Regions from separate parts of the Sus scrofa genome. Here region 1 is linked to region 2. A link is a contact called in public promoter capture Hi-C data. All regions are on one chromosome and are shown on one strand. Each heading gives the region's core, a stretch centred on a gene start, on an enhancer-like site or on the middle of the called end of the contact. The rest is flanking DNA. Distances are from core to core; before and after follow the strand shown.

Region 1 (5,585 bases), core at 1,955-4,454, 150 kb after region 2:
CAGGAGGCACCGCTGGGGTGGTTTATCTTCCTACCTCGTGGTCGCCAGTGCAGCCCACCCCGGTGGCATCGAGGATGCAACGGCCCAGCCACTCATCCGGGCGCGCACTGACAATGTCGTTGCGACAGGCTTCCAGGTGGGGGCGCAGCTGCTGCAGCAGTGTGCGCGACAGCAGCACCCCAAAGCCACCGTGGCAATAGCGGCCTGGGGCGGGCTCGCCACTGATGAAGTCCTGGGGCCGGCCCAGATAGAGATGGGCAGCGGCTGCCAGGCTGAGGTGGCCAGCTAGGCGCGCCAGTCCGTGCGCCTCTGTGTAGGTGGCATCGGGCACGAGGAAGAACCAGTCAAAGTCGTCGCCGTGTTGCTCCAGCAGGTGGCGCAGTGCCAGGTGCAGGTGCCCAATGGGCCGCTCCTCGCCCAGCGTCACCACGGCCATGCCCGGTGGTGCCCGGCGGCCCCGCGAGCCTGTCAGGAACACCACGCGCTCTAACCGGTGCCCTAGCGTGCGGTTCACCGCCACGCCCAGTGTGGGCAATGTGGCCTGTGAGGTCAGCACTGCCACGAGCAGCCTCTGCCTGATGCCCAGCTCCGTGCTGATGTAGCGGGTCCTGGGAAGGAGAAGAGGCACCAGGTTATTAAAAAGTTAACAGGGAAGTTCCCATCGTGGCGCAGTGGTTAACGAATCCGACTAGGAACCATGAGGTTGCGGGTTCGGTCCCTGCCCTTGCTCAGTGGGTTAACGATCCGGCGTTGCCGTGAGCTGTGGTGTAGGTTGCAGACGCGGCTTGGATCCTGTGTTGCTGTGGCTCTGGCATAGGCCGGTGGCTACAGCTCCGATTCGACCCCTAGCCTGGGAACCTCCATATACTGCAGGAGCGGCCCAAGAAATAGCAAAAAAAAAAAAAAAAAAAAAAAGACATAAAAAGTTAACAAGGGAGTTCCCATCGTGGCGCAGTGGAAACGAATCCGACTAGCATTCATGAGGACGCAGGTTCGATCCCTGACCTTGCTCAGTGGGTTAAGGATCAGGCGTTGCCATGACCTTTGGTGTAGTTTGCAGAGTCGGCTTCGATCTGATGTGGCTGTGGTGTAGGCTGGTGGCTACAGCTCTGATTCAACCCCTAGCCTGTGAACTTCAATATGCCGTGGGTGCGGCCTCAAAAAGCAAAAAAACAAAAACAAAAACAAAAAAAACCCAAAACAAAAAAGTTAACAGGGCTGGCAAAAGGCAGCATACATAGGCTCTGGAAGGTCACATCCTCTCTGGGTCTGTTTCCCTCACCTATCAGAGGATAAGAATAACAGCTCTCTCCCCGGGGACATGAGGATTTAAGTGAAATACTGGTCTTACCTACACACTGCTTTTGGGAGATGGCACTATCCAGGCAGAGATGAGAGATACACTGTGCGTCTGATTCCCTGTTTCATTACTTAATAGTTTGGTCCTTGAGCAAGTTACTAAACCCATCTGAGCCTTAGCTAGCCTCATCTGTAAACAGGGCTGATTGTTTCTTTAAAGCACTAAGCCAAATGCTTGGCATATAGGTATTCCACACATCATCATGTATATTCTATTCTTTCTTTCTCTCTCCCTGTCTCTCTCTCTCTCTTTCTCTTTGCTTTTTAGGGGCACATCTGCAGCATATTGAAGTTCCCAGGCTAGGGATCCAATTGGAGCTACAGCTGCCGGCCTATGCCACAGCCACAGCACAGCCACGTGGGATCAGAGCCTCGTCTGAGACCTATACCACAGCTCACAGCAATGCTGGATTCCCAACCCACTGAGCAAGGCCAGAGATCGAACCCGCATCCTCACGGATACCAGTTAGATTCGTTTCTGCTGCACCACAACGGGAAGTCGATGGATATACTTATTTCTAAATATATGGCATTATACCACAAATATGTCACACAAATGATGTAAAGGAATGAATAGCATAGACATGTAGTGAATGTGTTTGGGGAGCTCAGGGGTTCCAGGATCTTACCTTCCACAACACAGAAGGTAAGTTGCAGAACTGGAAATTGAACTCAGTGTTACTTAGGAGAAATTAGTTCAACTCACAGGCAGAGGCATTAATGGGATGGGTATATCACCCTTCCCCCAGGAACCTCAATACCTCCCCATCCAGGTCTCCACACAGGAATAAGAGAGGTAAATCCTAGTTCTCTCTTTTCTCTTTCCCTCTCTCTATACCAGTCTACACCCATCACCGAGCCAGGGAACTGAGGATCTCTGGGGGCCCGTGGTGTCAAGCAGGTTTAGGACAGAGGTGGGCAAGTTCTGCCCAGGCCTGGATGAGGCCCAGGGAGGCCTCAGATGGGCTCCACACCTCCCCGAGAAGCAGGGCTATCGGAAATTATCAGGGCCCAAAGACTTCCTGGCTAGCCAGCCCCTTCCTTCCGGAGCCTGACCCAGCCCCTGTCGGCCTCCACGGCGCGCCTGTCCAGGCCGGTTCACAGGGGGTGGGGCTGGCGAGTCTGATCCCTACCTGACGGCCTTTTTGGCGGCCTGGCCAGGCTGTGCGGGGTGATAGGGCAATACGCGCGGCTCCCAGTTCTCCACGGCTCCTGCGCCGGCCCCGGGCTTCTCGCGCTCTGCTCCAGGTTGCACCGAGTTGGGCCGGCGTGCCGCGTTTGTGTTGCCGCGCGGCGGCAGCTCAGAATCTCCGGGTTGGGGCGGGCCTGGGCCGCACGGCTCCTCCACCCAGGTGACGCTGAGCAGGCTCAGAGTGAAGCCCAGGGAGATGCCCACGGCCACTGGCCCTGCGGGCCGCAGCACCGACAACAGCAGCGATGCCCGCATGGCGCCAGGACCGCGGGCCCCGGGCCTCGGAGCAGCCCCAGAGCAGCTAGAGGAGGCTCCGAGGGGGCGGGACTGGGGAGGGGGCGGATCCAGAGGGCCCAGGGCAAGCAGGCGGGCCCCCCCACTCCGCGCCGAGCAGAGCCCGCGGTGCCAGTCGAATCCCCAGCGCTGCGTTCTGATCCCCTTCCAGCCGCAGCTCGGTACCGCTCACCGTCCCGGCGCTGGGCTCGGGAGCCTTAGCGGGGGCCGTCGCTGTCCGACGTGTCACTGGGAGGGCCCCGCCCCCGGGGTGTGGTCTCGGGCTCCAGCTACCGGAGAGGGAGGAAAAGGGGGAGGTTAAAGGGGAAGGACCCCCGGAAGTGCCCCCTCCTCAGTGCGGGAGAGGCAGACGCCGGGGGCGGAGTCGCCTAACCTCCTCTCGGCGTGGTTGGTGCGTCTCGGGTGACGTCAGAAGCAGCCCGCCCCTGCCTGGATGGTGCGCCCTGAGTGACGTCAGGAGCAGAGGCCGGAGCTGTCCATCAGCACCACAGGCCGCGGGCGGGCTCAGGGCATGGGGCCGCGGCTCTGGGGCAGCCCAAGCCCCTGCTCCCGCTCCTTTCCCTTTCCCAGGCCCAGCCCGAGTCCCCGAACGCCGCGGACCTGGAGTGCTAGCCGGTTTTGGAGGCGGAGCGGCGACGCTGCCGCGCAGGGACCGGTCCCTCCGGCCCAGCGGCCCCCTTCCCCTCACGGCGGACTTTTACCGGACCCAAGTCGGCTGGAGCCCCTGGCACCCTGCAACCCCGGACACGCCGGCTTCTGCACAGCCTCTTTCGCTCTGAAGCTCAGGTCGCCTCCGGCCCAGGTAGATCTTGGACAATCCCAGATTTAGCCGCCCACAGACCAGTCTTCTAGCCGCCTGCTTCTCACTGGCAGCACACTGACCTCATCTCCCCACAACCCAGTTACCCTTTTAACTTCATCCCAGCTCCCTCTAGCCGGGCACTTTTGTTTCCCTTTGTCTTTTGCCCCTTACTTCAGGGATGCTTCCAGAGCTGTGTGATGTGAGCACCACTCCTTTGTCCACTGTGTCCTTGCCTAGTTCTCCCACTCCCATTCTCACTCCATCGTGGTAGAGACCCAGGACTCCTCTTTGACCCCAACTTCCTCTCTGTCAGGCTGACCTGGGAGGGTGACTCCCTCTGTTCCCAGCACTATGCCAGGCACTGCGGCGACACTGCGGTTCCAGCTGCTGCCCCCCGAGCCAGATGATGCCTTCTGGGGTGCACCCTGTGAACAGCCCCTGGAACGCAGGTACCAGGCACTGCCGGCCCTCGTCTGCATCATGTGCTGTCTGTTTGGAGTCGTCTACTGCTTCTTCGGTGAGACCTCATCTCATCCCTCACTGGGGCTTCCCCACTGTTTCCCTAAGTTATTTTTCTGAGGCACCCTCAGCCTTCTTTAGAACTTTACCACCACCATAATAATTATCTTTCTTTTCTCTCTCTCTCTTTTTCCATCCCACAAATGTTTGTAGATAACTTAGACTCTAGATCCTAGAGAACACAGGTTTTTGAGTTAGGCATGCTTGAATTTGAACCTGGCTCTGCACCTTACTAATTGTGATGCCTTGGGCTCATTAACTGCTAAGGTCCAGTTTTCTCATCTGAACAGTGGGAAGAATGATACTTGTCTCACACAGGGTTGTTGCAAGAATTAGTAAGCACTGAATACATAATAGCTCTTGTGATGAAGATATGTTTGGGTTACTATGCTAGGTAGGCACTGAAAACATTTAGCAGGGTAAGTAAACATGGTCTCTTATCACCGAGCATATTGTCTGATGGGGGAAAGTCTTCTGAGCCATTTATGCCTGTGATACCTATTAGAGAGGAGCTAAATATTAGTCATACACATGGAAATGTGTGTCCAAAGCAGGTTCCAGTAATCAGGGCTGCTGCAAATAGTTGTCCAGGATGGATACTGCACAAGGGAGTTCAGCTGGATAGGCAAGTAGGGGCTGAAATCTAGCCCATGCTCCACTTACAGAACTCTAGACCTTGGCACAAGTCTGCTTTGCCTAGAGGAACTCAGTTTTTCCTAAATTGCACAAAAATGCCAAATGGTCTAGTGGACTAAATGCCCAGTGACTCCCCAGCAAGAAGATGTAGAAATTCAGAGAGTAGAGTTGGTCTTTTGGACTGGGCATCCAAGGAAAGCCTCCAGGTAGAGCATTATAGGTGGCTGGATGAAGTGCAAAGGAAGCTTGAAGTTCTGAGTTCCAGGTTGGGTAGAGATGGGGTGGGATATGTGGGGGGGACTTGTGCTGTGCAGACTTTATGCCTCCCCCTAGAATGGCTGCGTAGTAGGCAGGGATAGGAGCCAGATGGTCCCTCCTCTTCCACCCCCAACCTCTGGTCTGAACAACTGAAGAGTGGGCAGGAGGAAGAGCCCCTCTAAGGGTTCAGGACACATTGTAGATCTCCAAGGAGTCTGTGTCACCTCACCCCCTCCACTATTCATACCCGCTCCCTCTACAGTTGCTCAGTGCAGCTTGACATTCCCTCTCCTGGCTTCCTTGCCACCTTACGCTCTTGGAGGCTCCCACTCTCCCACTCTTGGATTCTCTGAGCCCTCGTGCATGCCCTACTCTTTCCGGCCCCCGAACCTCCCAGACTCTAATGCTTCCCCTCATTGCCAGAACTAACTCTCCTCTTTAAGACTTTTCTCTTTGGCTTTCCCTGACCCCTTACCCCCCCATCTCTGACTTCCATCTTCCCAGCTGTTCAAGCTCTACAAGTCC
Region 2 (5,692 bases), core at 317-2,816:
GGAAGGTGACAGTCAATCTTCAGGCAGTTAAAGCTGAGGGCCTCCTAGGTCCCAGCTCAGTTCCCACCTTGACAATGACACGTCCAGCCAAGGTCAGGTCACGGTCAAACCAAGTGCTCCAGATCCCACCACCGTAGGTCTCCACACCAACCTGCTGGAAGCCCACCTGGCTGCGGCGAGACCGCCGTTTCACCTGAGTGGGACAATGGGAGTCAGAGGCCACACAACATGGGATGTGGAGGTGAGACAGACTTTCACAAGCTAAGGGGTGGAGAAGGGCCCCATGTGTATGTGGAGGCAGCGGCCGGGGCGGGGGGTGGGGGGTGGGGGGTGGAGAAATAAGGCTTTTCCCTTGCACTTCTCCATGCCTCCCCTCCCCAGCACGGCTCCCCTTCCTTACCCGGAGGCAGGGGCTGTCCGTGTGGGCCCCGATGAGGCTGAAACCATTGCCAGGAACATACTGGCCTCCCACAGCAAAAGCGATGATGGTGGAGGAATTCCTGGTCAGGAAGTACTGGGGTGGAGGGTGGAGATGGATTAGCCAGCGGGCGCACAGGACTTCGAGCCCCAGCCTGGGTTCCTGCCTCTCCACCCCCACTCCACCCCTAGTACCTTACTCTCCGGCTTGATATCCCAGCTCTCCGTCTCCTTGAGTTCACGGAAGCCAGCCTGGAGGAGGCGGCTGCGGCACTCGGCCACCGCTGGAGGGAAAGAACGCTCTCATAGCGATGGAAACCGCTAGGAGGCACACGGCCCCGCTCCCCCCCCTCCCCCCGCCGCCCTCCTCGGCTGCCCTGGTCACTTACCGTGGAAAGGAGAGGGGCTCTGGTTCACAAACTTGAGGAGTTCCCGGGCCGCGGCTTGCACCGCCTCTTTGCGGGCCCTGCCGCTCATGGCCACCTAAGGGAGCGGGAGCTCAGACTCCTACAAGGTCTAGAACCCCTGACTTATCATCCAAGTTCCGGAGACTCCCCGCCCCGCCCCTCCAATCCCCCGCCCCCACCCCACCCCACTCCACCCCAAGTGACGGCTCCGAGGCTCAGACCCCTTGCCCCAGGGAGAGAAGCAGATGCCGGGCGGATCCTCCATCCGCTGAAAGCTTCGATCCGCCAACCAAAGCGTCACAACCCCCGCTGCGTTCCCCGCACCGCACATCTCAGCCGGCCCGCCCCCTCATCCTAGCTTCAGCCCTGCCCCCCAAGTCCCGCCCCCACGTGCCCGACCAGCTGAAAATCCGGGTCAGTTCCCAAACTCCGAGCTTGCAATGGGGCCCCTAACTCTGTGCCAGCCTGCGCCGCGCGCGCGATCCCATCCCAGAACCAAATACCTGTTCTCTAGGGAACAGCCCAAAGCAGTCTCTCGCAGACCCCTCCTTAGCAACCCCAGGAAGGTAAAGTCACTTGGGGCCTGGCTTTCAGTTTTGTTTAGGGTCGGGCGGAGCCCCCACGTCAGCAAGCGCAAGGTTGAGCCTGGGCCCAAGAGGCTGCCGGGCCGGGTTTGGGATCGAAGTTCGTGCGGGACGAGAGGCGGCCACCTACCTGCATGGCCTGACGCGTGGGCCTACGTCTGCCCGCCCGGCCCGTGCGCTAGGCCCGCCCCCACTCCCACCGCCCGCCCCGCAGCCGCCGCTTGCCCCCCCGCCCCCCGTGCCCCTTACGCGGCGGTGGCGGGCGCCCTCTGCCGACCCGGAGGTGCTAAGATAGCCGAAAGCCGCGGGCCCCCACCCTTGCCCCAGGTCAGAGAGTCCAGGTAAAAAACACCCCCGCCAGCTCACCTGGTCCGACGGGTGCTGTGCAAAGTGCTCTCTCTCTCCACAGGCACCCTGGTGATAATGAAAGCAACATGGCTAGTGTTCATGGAGCGTTCATGATGAATTTTAGCTTTCTGGTCAAGCTTACTGTGTTACCTTGTTTAATCTTCATTGCCCTATCAACTTTGTACCTCTACTGTCCCCATTGTATACCAAACTGAAATATAGAGATGAGTAACCTGTCCAAGGCAGCAGGTGGCAGAGGTGGGGTTTGGACTCAATTAATTTGGGGCCTGGGACAACCCACTCTCAGATTTTCACTGGGCCCTTTTCTTGGTAAAGTCTACGTTATTCGGGACGTCCCTCAGCGAGGGAGGAATTAACAACTTGTCCAAGATCACGCAGCTCTTTGGATGCCTCTGGGATTTGACTCTGGTATCTGTACTCTTTCCACTTTTTAAATTGACAGAAAAAGACCAACTCCAAAAAAAAAAAAATGTAGATAAATGTATAACTGGGTCACTTTGCTGTACAGCAGAAATTGACAGAACATTGTAAATCAACTATAATTTTAAAAAATTGTGACAAACTCCATATGTTCTTGGAGGCAATCCCAATAGCCCTATGTCAAGAGTGGTGAGTAGCCACTTAAAAAACACAGGTGCCTGACTAACCATGGATTCTGATGAGGACTCTTGATGGTCCCTGGGTTCAAAACAGGGGCCAGCTCTCAGGGCTGTTATTAGCATTCCAGGGATTACAGGTGATGGAGCAATCTGCCATTTAGGTACTGGACTGGGAATGTCAGGGGAGTGGGCAGTAGTAGGAAAGATCTTGCAGCCCCCAATTCAAAGGAGTAGATGTAGGTGTTCCCATCGTGGTAAAGCAGAAACGAATCCAACTAGGAACCATGAGGTTGCGGGTTCGATCCCTGGCCTCGCTCAGTGGATTAAGGATCTGGCGTTGCCATGAGTTGTGGTGGAGGTCGCAGACACAGCTTGGATCTGATTGGATCCCTAGCCTGGGAACCTCCATATGCCGTAGGTGCGGCACTAAAAAGGACAAAAAAAAAAAAAAGAAAAGATACCATTTTTGACTTGTTGGATTAGGCTTGGGGAAATACACATGTTTCAGCCCTATTTCTGTGGTGTAAACACTCCCCATGGCCAAGTCTAAGCTGCCAGCGTGAACTGAACGTGGAATTGGGAGGGATGAGGAAAAGTACACAACTGTGTAGATTTCTGCCAAACAGATATAATGGACAAAAGTAATCTCAGGAGCAAAGATTTATAGTAAAATCACTAGGAAAGCAATAATCTTCTGAGTATTATCTCTGTTTGTAATATAATTTGTTTAATTGTAAGTTTCCATAGATTAATTTTTAGCGATTCCTGTGTTTAACACTAGGATCACAAAATTCCTGGAGATCTGACAGTCATTTCTTTTTTATTTGTTTGCTTGTTTGTTTGTTTTGACCCCGCCCGTGGCATATGGAAGTTCCCAGGACAGCAACTGAACCTGCATCACGGCAGCAACCTGGGCCACTACAGTGACAATGACTGATCCTTAACCCACTGAACCACCAGGGAACTCCACCACCAGGGACCTCCTAGCTGGTGTTTACAGCGTTACCATTAGTCATTTATCTTTTTTGGTTTAATTACTATTAAAGAGCAAATGCCTGTGTGTTAACATAGCAATAGTTACACACTTCAGTGTGAGTTACCTTGACATGCATGTCCTTTGTGATCCATAGGTTTATGAAAGAAACTTCCTAAGTAGTGATCTGTCCCATAATTCAGAATACCAAAGCAATTCTGTGAGGAAGAGAAAGTGTGTGTGTGTGTGTGTGTGTGTGTCCTGTTCCTGCCTGCTGAAATGGATACAGAGAGGGGCTGAATCAGATGATCTTGATTTCTTGATGCTAAAACAGCCCTGGGTATCTCATTGCTTGGCTGTTTAAATGAATGATTTGCTCCTGGGTAGAATGATAGGGGCTTGCATAACACGGTACAATTTGTTCTCTTACAATGTCGTTGGAAGGGCACTTTAGTTTCCAACACATGTCTTCTGCTCAAGTCGTTTTCTGAGCAAGGCTCAGCTGAGTAAGAACTACAAATGCCAGGATGCCTTGAGGTGAGCAGCTCAGGCAAAATTTTTGTTTCCAACCAATCGTATTCTAGGAGGGAGGTTTGAAAAGCTTTTTTTTTTTTTTTTTTTAATGTCTTTTTGTCTTTTTAGGACTGCACCTGCAGCATATGGAGGTTCTCAGGGTAGCAGCTGAACCAGAGCTGGCCAGAGAGCTCACGCATCCTCCTGGGTACTAGTCAGATTTGTTTCTGTTGAGCAGGAAATCCTTGGATGTCTTTTTGGTCGCCCCCCCACCAGCTTATGGAAGTTCCCTGGCCAAGGATGCAACCTTGCCACAGAAGTGACAACACTGGCTCCTTAACCCATAAGCCACCAGGAAACTCTGGAATGTTTCTTTTGATATTTATTGGTGTGGGGTTGTTTGGGGGGTTTTTTGTTTGTTTGTTTGTTTGTTTTTATTTTGCTTTTTAGGGCCACACCCAAGGCATATGGAGGTTCCCAGGCTAGGGGTGGAATCAGAGCTACAGCTGCCAGCCTACACCACAGCCACAGCAACGCAGGATCCAAGCCTCGCCTGTGACCTATACCACAGCTCACAGCAGTGCCAGATCCTTAACCCACTGGGCGAGGCCAGGGATCAAACCCACAACCTCACAGTTCCTAGTCGGATTCGTTTCCATTGCACCACCACGGGAACTCCTGATATTGGTATTTTAAACAAAAAATAAACTGAGAATGAGATAGGAAACCTTCAGAGAAAGGTACCCAACCCCATTAATTCCTCACCTATACAAGAATTACCAACAATTGATCCTATTCATCTCGGTTCCCCAGTCCTCTCTTCTCCACCCCCCTCCAACCCAGCATAATGTGCTGCTCCATCCTTATCACCACTCCTTTGCACACACTTCCACACCCCTTGCTCACTTTGGGGTTGCTTAGTTGTCCGGCAAAAACCCCAACCCTGACTGCAAGCAGCTTCCTATCTGCCTTGTGTCTGCACCAGGCATACAGTAGATATAAAATGAATATTTTTTGAATGAATGAAATTTTATTCTATTTTACTTTTGTCTTTTTAGGGGTGCACCCACAGCACATGGAGGTTCCCAGGCTAGGGGTCAAATAGGAGCTATAGCAACCGGCCTACACCACCACCACAGCAACTCCAGATCCAAAGCTGTGCCTGTGACCTACATCACAGCTCAAGGCAATGCCAGATCCTTAACCCACTGAGCAAGGTCAGGGATTGAACCTGAGTCCTCAGGGATGCTAGTCGGGTTTTTTAACCACTAAGCCACCACGGGAACTTCTGAATGAATGAAATTTTAAAAAGTGTTATCTGTGAGAAACAACCCTCGTGGAATACTCCCCATCCATAAAAAGGAACAAACTCTTGAAAACGGCAGCAACTTGAATGGATCTCACAGACATTATGCTAAGTTTAAAAAATGACAAAATTATAGACAGGGAGAAAGGATGAATGGTGGCCAAGGGCTAGGGCTCTTGAGGGAAGGGAAGGGGGTGCCTCTGAGGAGGAGTGCAGGGAATATCTTTGTGGCGGTGGAATAGTTCTGCCTCTTGACTGTGGTAGAGGTTGCGTGATAAAAGTTTTTCCCATGTGATAAAGTGAGGGATGCCAGCTAAAATACAGGCCACTCAATTAAGTGTGAATTTCAGATAAACGAGGAATAATTTCTTAATCTAAATATGTCCCAGAGGAGTTCCCGTCCTGGCTCAGTGGTTAAAGAATCCAACTAGGAACCATGAGGATGCGGGTTCTATCCCTGGCCTGGCTCAATGGGTTAGGGATCCGGTGTTGCCGTGAGCTGTGGTGTAGGTTGCAGATGTGGC

What was found. Promoter capture Hi-C pulls out the DNA fragments that hold promoters and counts their contacts.
Region 1: a contact with region 2 is called in a promoter capture Hi-C map of liver, with 2.7 times the contacts expected there. The contact joins the promoter of CHPF here to the promoter of DNPEP in region 2. A contact is called at or near these places in 3 of 5 promoter capture datasets (fetal liver, fetal skeletal muscle and liver), 5 of 47 Hi-C or Micro-C datasets (liver, omental adipose tissue, skeletal muscle and 1 more) and 1 of 2 datasets of contacts at active chromatin or transcription factors (skeletal muscle).

Annotation. Positions count from the first base shown.
Region 1 is chr15:121,550,386-121,555,970 of Sscrofa11.1, forward strand. It overlaps CHPF (chondroitin sulfate synthase 2), which reads right to left and starts at 3,205. Exons shown (of 4, transcript XM_003359649.4): 1 at 2,493-3,205; 2 at 35-608. The coding sequence starts at 2,806. TMEM198 (transmembrane protein 198) reads left to right here and starts at 3,301. Exons shown (of 5, transcript XM_021076309.1): 1 at 3,301-3,647; 2 at 3,961-4,164. The coding sequence starts at 3,999.
Region 2 is chr15:121,402,545-121,408,236 of Sscrofa11.1, forward strand. It overlaps DNPEP (aspartyl aminopeptidase), which reads right to left and starts at 1,567. Exons shown (of 15, transcript NM_001185186.1): 1 at 1,539-1,567; 2 at 807-900; 3 at 613-701; 4 at 401-514; 5 at 68-193. The coding sequence starts at 1,544.